2 separate regions of the Danio rerio genome follow, and region 1 is linked to region 2. The links are chromatin contacts, called in public Hi-C maps. All regions are on one chromosome and are shown on one strand. The core of a region is the stretch at or near the end of the contact, and the rest is flanking DNA. Distances in the headings are between cores, read along the strand shown.

The links. Hi-C and Micro-C count contacts between places; a contact is called where the count stands out from the background.
Region 1: a Hi-C map of an unstated tissue shows a contact between it and region 2, with 7 times the contacts expected there. The contact joins the promoter of si:ch73-30b17.2 here to the enhancer-like site in region 2. A contact is called at or near these places in 3 of 18 Hi-C or Micro-C datasets (caudal fin, embryo and an unstated tissue).

Annotation. Positions count from the first base shown.
Region 1 is chr6:15,936,776-15,943,413 of GRCz12tu, reverse strand. It overlaps si:ch73-30b17.2 (a long non-coding RNA gene), which reads left to right and starts at 3,061. Exons shown (of 4, transcript XR_012407714.1): 1 at 3,061-3,279.
Region 2 is chr6:15,343,512-15,350,223 of GRCz12tu, reverse strand. No RefSeq gene overlaps it. Among named protein-coding and RNA genes, the nearest start is that of tmem182b, 72 kb to the right of the region's middle. Within about 2 kb of position 1,748, at least 7 of the 62 cell types and tissues checked have an H3K27ac peak or open chromatin away from gene starts, as enhancers often do.

The sequences.
Region 1 (6,638 bases), core at 1,812-4,311, 590 kb before region 2:
AATTAAATATGTGCCTGTACAGAAAAAAAAAGATAATTATGTCCTTTGTGTATTACACCAATTAATTACTATTATTTCTAGGAGTAAAGCCTTTAATGACTTGAGAATCTGCTAATACAATGCGCTTGCAAGTGCACTACATATGTCTAACCAAGTTTCGTCTTTCTTTGTGTGATTCGGGCAGGTCACCTTTGATGTTTTAAGGTTAATCACTGCCATATCAAAACCTCGGTGAGTGAGTTTACACTGCCCGTCTGCCCAACAGTGAGTGGATTAGTTGAATCTCTCCTCTCTGTGGGCTGGTGAATGAGTGACCAGGCGTTAACTCTCCCACACCTGCAGTTGTCCTAATGAGGGCTGCCGTGGAGCACCTTTGAGCCTTTTATCCTCATCTCCCCTTCTCAAAAGAGTTACAGAAGCCATTCGGGACATGCGCAACCTTCTTCCCCAGCAAGACTGTTTTGCCTTGAAATTGAAGCAGTCAGTTTAAATGCTTTGTTTTATTAACCATGTAGAAAACCCATTGAGCACATGCACACAACCAAACTTTCCCTCATTCTCTCACACTTACTGTTGTTATCTTGCAAAGACTTTCCAGTGCTGCATTACTGATCTCTGTTTAAGCAAAAGAGCTGTTGCATCCATTCACAGTTATCTATTTATTGGCTTCAGGCACTAAAACCTAACCTGGGATATGTGGGCCCAATTATTAGTAATCTATTAAACCCTGAAACCTATAAATGGTTACACTGCAACTCTCTGAGCTAAAGACAGCTCAGATGCTCCATGCTCTAAATCCCTACCTGGTTAATGAGACATTGAACCCAACAGACCCTCTTCCAGCGCCTCTGTCCCCTTTCCAGGGCCCCCGGGGATACTGTAATTCCATCTTCTTTCTTGTCCTAGAGCCACAAATACATTGCTCAATCAATGGATGTATAGAGGAAACCACATGTCTATCCAAAGCAAAAGGATGATCTCTGGTGCTTACATACGTGTGTTTTGGGACAGTGGGTGTCATGCGGGTTGCTGCCCCTCCTGGACTAAGCACTATTGACAAATCTATCAAGGAGGTGATGCATCAGCTCCCTACAAGCCCGCTCCAAGGAGCCAAAGCTCTGACATGCTGTCACCTTGGTAACTGCTACCGAAGTGAATAGCCTGCTGGGATAGCTGACCTCGGTTGGCGGACCGCCACAACGCAAAGGCAGGCGTGTGGCTAGAGATGTCACCAGACCCCTGAGGACCATCGATCCCCCCCAACATCTCCACCACCATCCATCCTGATCCAGGATAAATTATTCCTCTCAAACAAGAGCGTGGCAACTTAACATTTGTGATCAGACGGCATGTGGAAGCCATGGATTCGAGTGATTAATTAAACTCCAGTTATCCTCAGTCGGGGTGGGGGTTGCAAAGCTCCGCAAAACAAATACAAAGACACGTTGTTGATTTTAGAAGCGTTAAAACTGCAGTAAAACCACAACATTTACTGTAGGTCTTATATTATTATTAATATTACTGAACTATTCTATGTGTATGTTTACTAATTTGATAGTGATGTATAGGTTTAAATAGGTTTGAATTTCAGGTACCCCAAGTTACAGTGTCAGCCAAACTTGTTTATTTTTATTTTTTTGAAAGCAAATAATAGAAGTGAAAGGGTGACATGATGGCGTAGCGGGTAGTGCTGTCATCTCACAGCAAGAAGGTCACTGATTCGAGCCCCAGGGTTAGTTGGCATTTCTGTGTGGAGTTTGCATGTTCCTCCCGTGGGTTTCCTCCGGGTGCTCTGGTTTCCCCCACAGTCCAAAGACATGCGCTGTAGGTGTATTTAATTAGCAAAATTGGCCGAATGTATGTGTGGGTATGATTGCAAGAGTGTATGGGTGTTTCCCAGTGCTGGATTGTGGCTGGAAGGGCATACGCTGCTTAAAAGACAAGCTGGTTAAGTTGGCGGGTCATTCCGCTGTGGCGACCCCTGATTAATAAAGGGAGTAAGCTGTACCAATTGACCTGAATTCACCCCTATAAAATTTCTGATACATTTTAGCATGGTGTATTATGTTGTATACTAATTCAGATTTGCTTGCTGACGTATTATTTTAGTAACTGAGAGTTAGTTGCACAATTTGTCAGTAATAACAATTTAGAATAAATTATATATATTTTTCTCCCCAGTACTGATGCGGCTAGAAGGTATAGTTGGCGGTTCATTCCACTAAAGTGACCCTTGATAAATTAGAGACTAAACCGAAAAAAAATAAAATAAAGATTATTAAAAAAATATGAAAATAATTGCTTGCTAAAATTTGTGTTTCTTTTAATTATTATAGTAATGTTATTTAGTTTATGAATGTTTTAACATACATTTTAATATGAAGGTGTATAATGTACATCTACACTCTTTCAGTTACACCACCAGTTTAAATGAAACAAAGATTTATCCAGGTGATATTAACTTTCCTGATAATGTTTGTTTTCCAATTAAATTTGCAAAAACACTGCCAAACATGGATTATGCATGTTTATAGTTTTAAATTATTATTTTTATTTTTTATTTTTGCTTTTTAACTTTTTTTTTTTATTTGCCTTTCAAAAACATAATTTAGGACAAACTCAACTCCAATGTAATATTTTACAAACTGACTTATAAATGTCCAATAAAGACTATACATGTTAAATTAAAATCAAAATTTGCCTAGACAATAGGATCATTTCATGTCTTATCATTAATGTAATTTCTCCTCCGTTTCTAGTGAAATACAGCTTACCTGTATTTACCGGTCCATTGCAATTACTATGTTGTAAAAGTTGGCCTGTCTAAATTATTTATTGTCACTTCAGGTGTCTTGTGGCCTACACTGAAAGCACCATTAAAGGCAGTTTGAATCAGCACCTTTGTATTATTATTATTATTATTATTACTACTATTATTATTATTATTATTATTATTATTATTTGATTTATTTTTTATGATTTATTTTTCTATCTTGCAGCGAAGAAAAAAACAATTTGTTGTGCGTTCTATTTCCGGCAATCTATGAAGCAAGCGGAAATGAGAGGAAACTGTCACTGAAGTTGTATGACTTAAGAGCATAGCCCCTGAGGCTTTTGCTAATTTACGAACGATTTTACTACAACTACTAAAATAACAGTAATTGAGGGAAACGTGACGCAAAGATTAAGGGCAATTTAAGTGCTACTAACCGTCGTAAAGCTTCGGTTAACCATCCATTATCCGTTTAAATTTCTCTGGTCGCGCAGGAAATCCTAAAGGTAGGCCTCTTTACTTAACTTTCCACTGTAATAGTATACAAAACAAATTTAATTTAGCCTATAAAAGGTGTCACTCTCAAGAGCTGAAGTTGGAAAGTATTTTCAGAAAACCTGGCGTCATTCATTAGGCCTAAGAACATGTATCAAAGAGTATATCTGTCTCATCCACATAAACGAATAAGTGCATTTTTACAAACTAATGTGGGTACTAACGTATTATTATTAACTAATAATTAAATTACTAACTAAATTGGGTTTATAAATCTGATGTATCTCATTAACATTTGAAAAGGAAAACAATTGTTTTTTTGGCAATAAGTCCTCCGAACAAAGCGGCAGATGGCGCTGTTGGGCCACGGAAGTGTTTGTATAAAGTGTAACGTACGGCCTTATAAAGCTAAATGTGAGTTGATGAGCTTCATAACACAGTGACTTGAAAAGGACGAGAATTTCTTCTTGTTTGTTAGTAGTTTCACCCCTAAAAACAAATGATCTGTGCCACTCTGGCTCAAGTAAATAAAATAAAGAAATAAACAAGCAAGCAGGCCTATTTCACATGATGAACATGTACTGTACACTCAAAAAATACGTTTGCTGTTTGTTCAAACGCTACTTACTTAAAATGAGCTGAAACAACACAATTCTTGAATTTTATTATTTTGTGGGGGGTGGGGGGGGGGCTTAATGTTTAGTTAAGGTCAACTTAAATGTTTAGTTCATACCAATTAAATTTGTATAAAATAATAAGTTATCATAATTGTTTAGTTCAATTAAATTAGTACAAACTAATAAGTTAACTTAATTCATTTATGTTGTCCCAACACAAATCGACTGTGTGAAACCCAGAATTTGTTTACAGCTACAACTACAAATAGTAAGCAAATAGAAACTTATATATTTTATTAAAATGGCACACACACAAACACACTTTTTGTTACTTTAAAAAGAAATTAGAGATCACCAAAGTAAATTCAGTTACCTGATTTAATGTCACTATAGTATTTTTTTAGAAGCCAAATAATAAACATCCCAATTAAATGTCAGCTAGCGTGCAAAAAAGTATCAAAGTTGTTTTTATTAATGTGTGGATTATAAACTATATGGTTATAAGAATGCATTAATTGGGTTTTTAAATAAATAAATGGATAAATAAATAATAATCAAGCAAGCAGTAATCACAGAACGGACATGCACTTTACTAAAACTAAAATACTAATATAAGGAAATACAAATGTGTGTGTGTGTGTATATATATATATATATATATATATATATATATATATATATATATATATATATATATATATATACATATATAATAAAAGTACACGCAAACACACACACAAACTTTTTTTCATTTAAAAATAAATTAGAAACCACCACAGGAAATTCAGTTACCTATAAATTATTGTCGCTATAGTATTTTTAGAAGCCTAACTGAACATCCCAATTAAATGTTTTTAAATGTTTCGAGTCAGCTGGAGTGCAAAAAAGTATCAAACTAGTTTTTATAAATGTGTGTATTATAAACTGTTATAAGCATGCATTCATTGAGATTTTAAATAAATAAATAAGAAAGCAAGCAAGCAGTCCCAAATCACAAGATGAACATGTACTTTACTAAAACTAAAATACAAATATGAGGTAATAAACACTTATATATTTCATTAAAAGTACACACACGTATGCACACACACACACACAAACATTGTATTAATGTAAAAAGAAATTAGAGGCCACCACAGTAAATTCAATTACCAAATTTACTGTCACTATAGTATTTTTAGAAACCAAACTTGGGAATCATCCCATTTAAATGTCAGCTGGATTTATCAAATATATTTGAATGTGTATAAACTATATGGATCTAGGCATGCATTCCTTATGACAATAACTAAATAAATAAACAAACAAATAGATAGATAAATATATAGCTTATTGTAAATGTTCTCTTATGTTAATTGGGTATATATTTTATCATGTATTTCTGTATCTGTTTAAAGGAATCGTTAAGGTTCATTGATGCCACCCAACAGTTTCTAAACTGTTTGAAGGTTTATTTCAAGTAATTGAAATGCCCTGAACCCTAGTTTATTGGTCCTTTCCCTCACCTTTTCGTCTGAGCCTCAAAACACAGAGACTTGAACTTCTCATTGTATAGAAAGGAAACCCCACACGTCACGTCACTCTGCATATATATTTCATTAAGCTCTATTCTCGCGCTCAGGAGCGGCGGAGGGCACGCGGTGCCAGCTCGCACTGCATACCGCATGGGCATATGATCCGGAGCGATCAGTTTCACCAGTGGTCAGAATGGTTCCGTCTCACCACGATTTTTTAAAGTTAGCCTCCATGTTAGTAACGAATAAAAGACCAATTTACGTTTTCGTGGTGAGGTATCGAACTGGATATACATCCTTTTAGGGTAGTCGCACTCTGCAAATAAGGACTCATTAGACACCACCAGGGACCCAAGTGACAGCAGCTAAACTCCCCAGATAGCATACAGTTCTGGGCCACATCTGGGCCAACTAAGGCACATATGGCTCACTTCTGGCAATGGCAGGAGACATATGGGCCAGATGTGGCCCGTATGTGTCACACCGGGTGTAGTATGAGTTGTGGCCTACTGTATGTGGGCCAGATGTGGCCCGTATATGTCACACCGGGTGTAGTGTGAGTTATGGCCTACTGTATGTGGGCCAGATGTGGCCCTTATGTGTCACCCCGGGTGTAGTGTGAGTTGTGGCCTACTGTATGTGGGCCAGATGTGGCCCGTATATGTCACACCGGGTGTAGTGTGAGTTATGGCCTGCTGTATGTGGGCCAGATGTGGCCCATATGTGTCACCCCGGGTGTAGTGTGAGTTCTGGCCTGCCGTATGTGGGCCAGATGTGGCCCGTGTGTGACACCCCGGGTGTAGTGTGAGTTCTGGCCTGCCGTATATGGGCCAGATATGGCCCGTGTGTGAACACCGGGTGTAGTGTGAGTTGTGGCCTACCGTATGAGGGCCAGATATGGCCCGTGTGTGACACACCGGGTGTAGTGTGAGTTGTGGCCTACCGTATGTGGGCCAGATATGGCCCGTGTGTGACACACCGGGTGTAGTGTGAGTTGTGGCCTGCTGTATGTGGGCCAGATGTGGCCCATATGTGTCACCCTGGGTGTAGTGTGAGTTGTGGCCTGCCGTATGTGGGCCAGATGTGGCCCGTGTGTGACACCCCGGGTGTAGAGTGAGTTATGGCCTACCGTATGTGGGCCAGATATGGCCCGTGTGTGACACACCAGGTGTAGTGTGAGTTGTGGATTACCGTATGTGGGCCAGATATGGTCCGTGTGTGACACACCGGATGTAGTGT
Region 2 (6,712 bases), core at 499-2,998:
ATTAAAATTTTGATCTAGTTTCGATTTAATTAAAATGATGATTTAGAAATATTTAACAAACTTTCTCTTTTAATACTTTTGCAATTAATAGAATTGTTTTATTAAAAATATAAAGAAATGAAGCAATCAATCAATGAATATAAAAATAATAAATCATTGAATACTTAAATGAATAAAATAAAAAACAGCATTCTTATTTTTCCTTTTTTTAAGTAAATATGCTAAAATAATTGCAAGTTTATATTATATTATATTATATTATTGTTATTTATTTGTGTTATTTGTGCTCTGTTTATGTTTTTTTTTACTTTCTCTCTCTCTCTCTCTCTCTCTCTCTCTCGCTCTGTTCTATTATATTATATTATATTATATTATATTATATTATATTATATTATATTATATTATATTATATTAATTTACAACCTTTCCTGCAAAAAAAATGTGAAAGATTAAATCTCTTATAGATGTTTGACCAAATTGTTTTGAATACTTATAGTTACCAACAACATATTTTGAGAAAAATAAAATCATAAATTAAATTCCAAGGTATCATCAATTTTATTTTTCAGTCTAAAATGCTAAATAACATATAACTCAACTTAGTGGTAACAGGAAATTTTATGTAATTCATATTAGCTAAGTTATACATTATTATTATATTATATCATATTATAATACATTATATTATATTATATCATATTATATTATTTTATATTATATTATATCATATTATATTATATCATATTATAATACATTATATTATATTATATTATATTATATTATATTATATTATATTATATTATATTATATTATATTATATTATTAACAATATTTCCTACAGAAAATGCAAGAGATTTGATTTCTTATACAACATGTTTGACCATAATATTTTGAATCCTTATAGATCCCACAACACATTTAGAGGGAAATATAATCATTAATTAAAACCCAAGGTGCTTATCAATTTTATTTTTCAGTCTAAACGCTACACTTTAACCCAACTTATTGGTTACAGGAAATTATATTTAATTCATATATATATATATATATATATATATATATATATATATATATATATATATATATATATATATATATATATATATATTATTTTATATTATATTATATTTTTGAGATGTATGAAGAAATGTCTTCTTTTTTTTTTTTTTTTACAAAAGCTATTTATATAATGTCAAGTACAGTGTGTTTGGTTGTGCCTTTTTCAGTTTTTTAAATAAACACTACATAATGAAAGGTGATTCAGTAGCACTCGTGTTTGAATAAGAGCATTTGTGCTGTTAATGTCAAGCGCGGGAAGGACCGGTGGCGTGTTTTTGCGACGCTCTGTTTTCAAAAATAAACAGATCACAAACTATTAAGACTGAACTCATAGAATATTCATAACTGCTCTGTTGGCCCTGTATGACAAGCCGTCACAAAAGCCTCAGCACATTCTCCTTTTCTATTGCTCATGTCCCCAACACACGGAGTCCTGGCTGCCACTTAAATCAAATTAGTAATTAGCAAATTGAATCAACAATTAGAGCAAAAGAGCTACATGGAATTAATGTCAGCACAGTCATTTTTTGTCAGGCTGTCACTTAAAAGTCCAAAAAGCTTTTCCTGTGGTGGTGCTCGCCGTTTTTTTCCCGAACTGCTCAAAGCTAAAGCCCAAAGTCCAACAAGCCTCTGTGTTTTTGAGAGACAAACGTAAGTGTGTGTGTGTGTTTTGTGTGCGCGCGCGCGTGTTTGTTGAGCTCTGTGTGACCTACTCACACACAGAGACATTGCCCGCTGCTTTCACTCCTTTTTCTTCTCATCCCTATCGACGTTTTTCACTTTGCTCGAGCGCAGCTCCAAGTTGGAGATGTCAGAAATATCGCTAGCAGAAATGGAAGTCTCCTCATTATGCAAATTGGGGCTCCACTGATGGGCATATTCTGTTTTAGGAATTACATCCCCTTGTCACAAGTCAGATTGCATTTGAGTAACTTTACAAGGAATTGTCACCGAGATTTGAAAGTGGGTGTCCTCTACGCCAGTCTCGATTTTATCAAGGAATAAAAATAGACGAGTTTAGTTTTGTTTATTAATTCTTTTTTTTTTCTCCACAAAACAAGATCAAATGTGAGGTCGTCAGTGGGTTTGAATGGAGTGGGTTACAGTTTCAGTGTGGACATGTGAATAATCAAATAAAGAAATGTTTAGAATTTGATTAAATGTTATTAATATTATATTATATTATATTATATTATATTATATTATATTATATTATATTATATTACATTATATTATTTTATATTATATTATTATGACATTTTTACAGTCAGCGAGATAAAGAGATTTAATCTGGAAAAAAATATGTTTGGTTATGCCATATTGAATTTTGTGTAAATAATTTGTTGTTATATTATATTATATTATATTATATTTTATTATATTATATTATATTATATTATATTATATTATATTATATTATATTATATTATATTATATTATAGTAGTTCCATGCAGATTTCAACTTTGCCATGAAAAAAAAAAAAATGTTTTCACCAAAATAGCGAAAGCAACATTTTTTTAGTGTTAGCAAGTATTATTAGACAGTACTTTGAAAATACTCAACAACGCCCTGTCAATGTTTTCAAACTGTTCTTTTTGATTTGAGTCACACAAATTGTCACCTTAAAATTATAAGGTTCTGTCTGACATTTTTGTCAAAATTGAGTTATTGGGATATTCTTATTAAATGACAACTTATTTTATTTTTTTATAAGTTGCTTACATTTTAAGACTTTTTTATTTAAAATACAAATGTTACACACATACTGTTTGCTATGGAATGCAAAAACTTTAAAGCTCAATATCTCAAAATCATTCAGTGCGCAGATAGAAACTTTTAATTCCAAGGTGACGATATGGAAATTTCACATCTGTCACATCCATAACAGAGAGATATCACATCCATAACAAAGATTTTTCCACATAAATACAAAATTGTACAATTAAATAACAATTAATTATCCTTTTGATTTGCATCCATTCTTTTGGGTTGTGTAGTTTAATTCACAGAATTTCAACTAAGAGTTGTATACTGAATTCAAACTTTTTTGCTCACATCCATAATGCATGTTTATTTTCCTCATTTCAAATGAGTATTTTGGTGAGCAGTTTTGGAAAATATAAACAGATGTTTCAGTATGACGTTAACATACTTTCTCTGTGAATTTATGCTTTGAATGTTTACCGCAAATTGCTCTATATTATATTATATTATATTATATTATATTATATTATATTATATTATATTATATTATATTATATTATATTATATTAATTATAATAATTATATTATATTATATTATATTATATTATATTATATTATATTATATTATATTATATTATATTATATTAATTATATTATATTATATTATATTATATTATATTACATTATATTATATTATATTATCCGGTCTTCATTAATAGGGCTGCACGGTGGTGCAGTGGGTAGCACGTTTGCCTCACAGCAAAAAGGTCACTGGTTCGAGCCCCGGCTTGGCCAGTTGGCATTTCTGTGTGGAGTTTGCATGTTCCCACCGTGTTTGAGTGGGATTTTTCTGGTTGCCCCGGTTTCCCCCACAATCTAAAGACATGCTGTATAGGTGAATTGGGTAAGCTACATTGTCCAAAGTGTAGCTGTGTTAATGGTTGTTTCCCAGTGATGGGTTGCAGCCGGAAGAGCATCCGCTACGTGAAACATATGCTGGATAAGTTGGCGGTTCATTCCACTGTGGTGACCCCAGATCAATAAAGGGACTAAGCCGAAAAGAAAATGAATGAATGAATGTCTTCAATAATGTAAGAAATGCAAAAACTCATATATTTAAAATTTTACCCAACCCATTCTATCACACTTTGCCAACTAAGAAAAAAAATCAAAATTAACTTTAGATACTTTTGCTGATTTTTAAAACATAAAGAAAATAAAAATAATAATAATAAAAAAACAAGTTTAAAAATGTGTGTCCTTCAGCCAGTGTCAGTTTTATTACAAGGAACAAAATGAAACATGTAGTCATCGAGATGAAGTGGGTCGCAGTTGGTTGTGTCGGTGTGTGGAGTGTGGACATGTGAATAATAAAACAAAGGAATGTTTGGAATTTGAATAAATGCATTTCAATTCAACTGTTTGTAATAAAATATGGTAAAGAGCTCAATTTACTGTATATTTTAGATTCATTTCAACCTCCTCATGTGTTCAGCGTAGAGAAACATGACAGCTCCTCCTGCAAGGGAACATTAATAATCATGTTCCATTAAAAGTCACTAAACAAGGCAGCGTCAAAATGAACAATTTTTCTTCTCTTTTCTTCAAGAAGTGTGTTAGATTTCAGGTTCAAATGCACAGACAGACAATCTCAGCCTTCTAAATCATTCATATATGACTAAAAAGTCAAAACTTTTAAAATTGCTCATATGAATACAGTAAAAATCTTAAGTTCATGATTATTGAAGAGGAATCTCTGTTTAGGTGTATATGTACAATTTACAAAATGTGAAAAAAGACCCCATGTGTCTATGACATTTACAGAAAATGAGTGCTGCCAGAATTCCCTAAATTTGTTCAGGCTTATTTCAATATTCATTACATTTTCTGTGATGTTCAGTTCAGCAGTTTTGATTAAGCATTAATTAGCAGCCAGGGGGGAAACCAAACAAAATAAGTCGCTGAATTGCTAATGAATGTTATTTGGATATGGGTAAGATCCTGCATCTAGAGTTCAGGAGTTCTCCAGTCACCCTTGCTTCAACCAATGTTATTATTTATTAATTAGTATTATTGTTTTAAAACCTTTCAAATAGTTTTCAATCTAAAACTCAGAGAGTGTGCTTCGTTTAATGATTACTTAGACAATTATGCATATCACATCATGCTTCATTTCTATATTTTCCCCTTTCTCTAATTATTTTGCACTACACTCTAAAAAATTAAGATCCAAAGAGAAATACTTTTACAAATTACTTCTTAAAAGAATTATATTTCTTGACTTTTAATAATCTACATTTTAATAATCTAATTTTTAAATTTTACTCCATAAAGACCACACAAAAAAATGATTCATTGAATTTACTAATTTTTCTTTAAGGTAACTGGTTGAAATCAATTTATTTGAGCTGAAATTAATTAAACAAATTAAATTTATTAATGTTCAACTTCATTTGTTGGTTTAAATTCATTGATGTTCTATGATATTAAAGGATTTCCATGAAACCGTAACACCAGTACAAGCACCTTTATGGTCAAGACTACTATAAAAAAGAGTTCATCTGTAAAACTAAAATTTCTTCTAAGTCAATAGCGTAAGTTAAAAAGTTTGAAATTATCAGGCAATACATAACTGATATGCACTATCCAACATGAAAACAACCTAAATAATCTAAAATAAGCAAGTTACTAGACAATTAAATTTTTTGGCATTTTAATTTTAATTGCTATTATTATTAAAACATTTATAATAACATAATATTTTTAGATACCAATAATAATAATAATAATAATAAGCATAATTATTATTATTATTATTAGCATATTATAGAGCACGGCTGAAACCTTTCTGAATACTGTATTTGCCTTTAAGCTTTCATTTACATGTAACACCATTAATATGGAATATTATTCATTAGCAAAGTTCAATGCATATTCAAAACCTTTTTATACTTTCAAAAAATGATGTATTTCAAAACATATTATGGTTTTTGTAACATATAAATGCAATATGTAAATAAATACATAAACATTTGCATAATTTACCACTACCTCATGTCATGAAGAAATTAAATAAATGAATTAAAAATAAATAAATAATAAATAAATAAATAATAAACAAAATAAATAATAAACAAAATAAATAAATAAATAAATAAATCAATAAATAAATAAATAAATAAATAAATAAATAAAAGTTTAATTTAAATGATATATTTAACAAACTTAAGTATAGCAAACTTTACAAAACTTTATTTTTCCAATAATTATAAAAAAAAAGAGCACATTTTTGTTGCCTCAGCTGTAAACTAAGAAACAATACGATGGCGTTATTTGATCTGTTTCTGTTTGGTGAAAGGGTTTAGAGGCTCAGAGCCCAGTAAGACATGGATAAAGACTACAGGCAGAAAATAAATGATACTGTTACCACGGCATTAGCCTTAAGCCAGGCTACGATATTTGAATTGTATCGGTGAATTGTAATCAGGTATTTTAGCTTAGTCAAGCTCAACCTAGGCATCAGCCATCTGGTTCGGGTAGACGGGTTGACAGAGGCAGCGTGTGTGACGGCGTACGTGTGTGTGTGTTTGTATATGTATGCGTGGAGAAAGAGAGGGTGAGGGGAACGTCTCTATTCTCCTGCTGCAACTTCCTTTAAAATCTCTAAATCTGCGTATTGTGATGTGTGTCCACGCAGCCAAAATCCACAGTAAACAGCAAACGGCGGACCGACCGCTGAGCAGAGAGCCTGACTGCCCGCATCTGCTCTGTTTATTTTGTGTCTTAAGAAGAAGAAAACATATGACATTTTCATTTGGATTTTGCTTATATATATCCTACAGAATAAGAAGTATTACAAAGCAGCCTGCATAGTCCTTAATCCAGGCTATAAGGGAAAGAAGCGTGTGTGTATGTGTGTGTGTTTGTGTTGACCCAAGTGACCTCCAG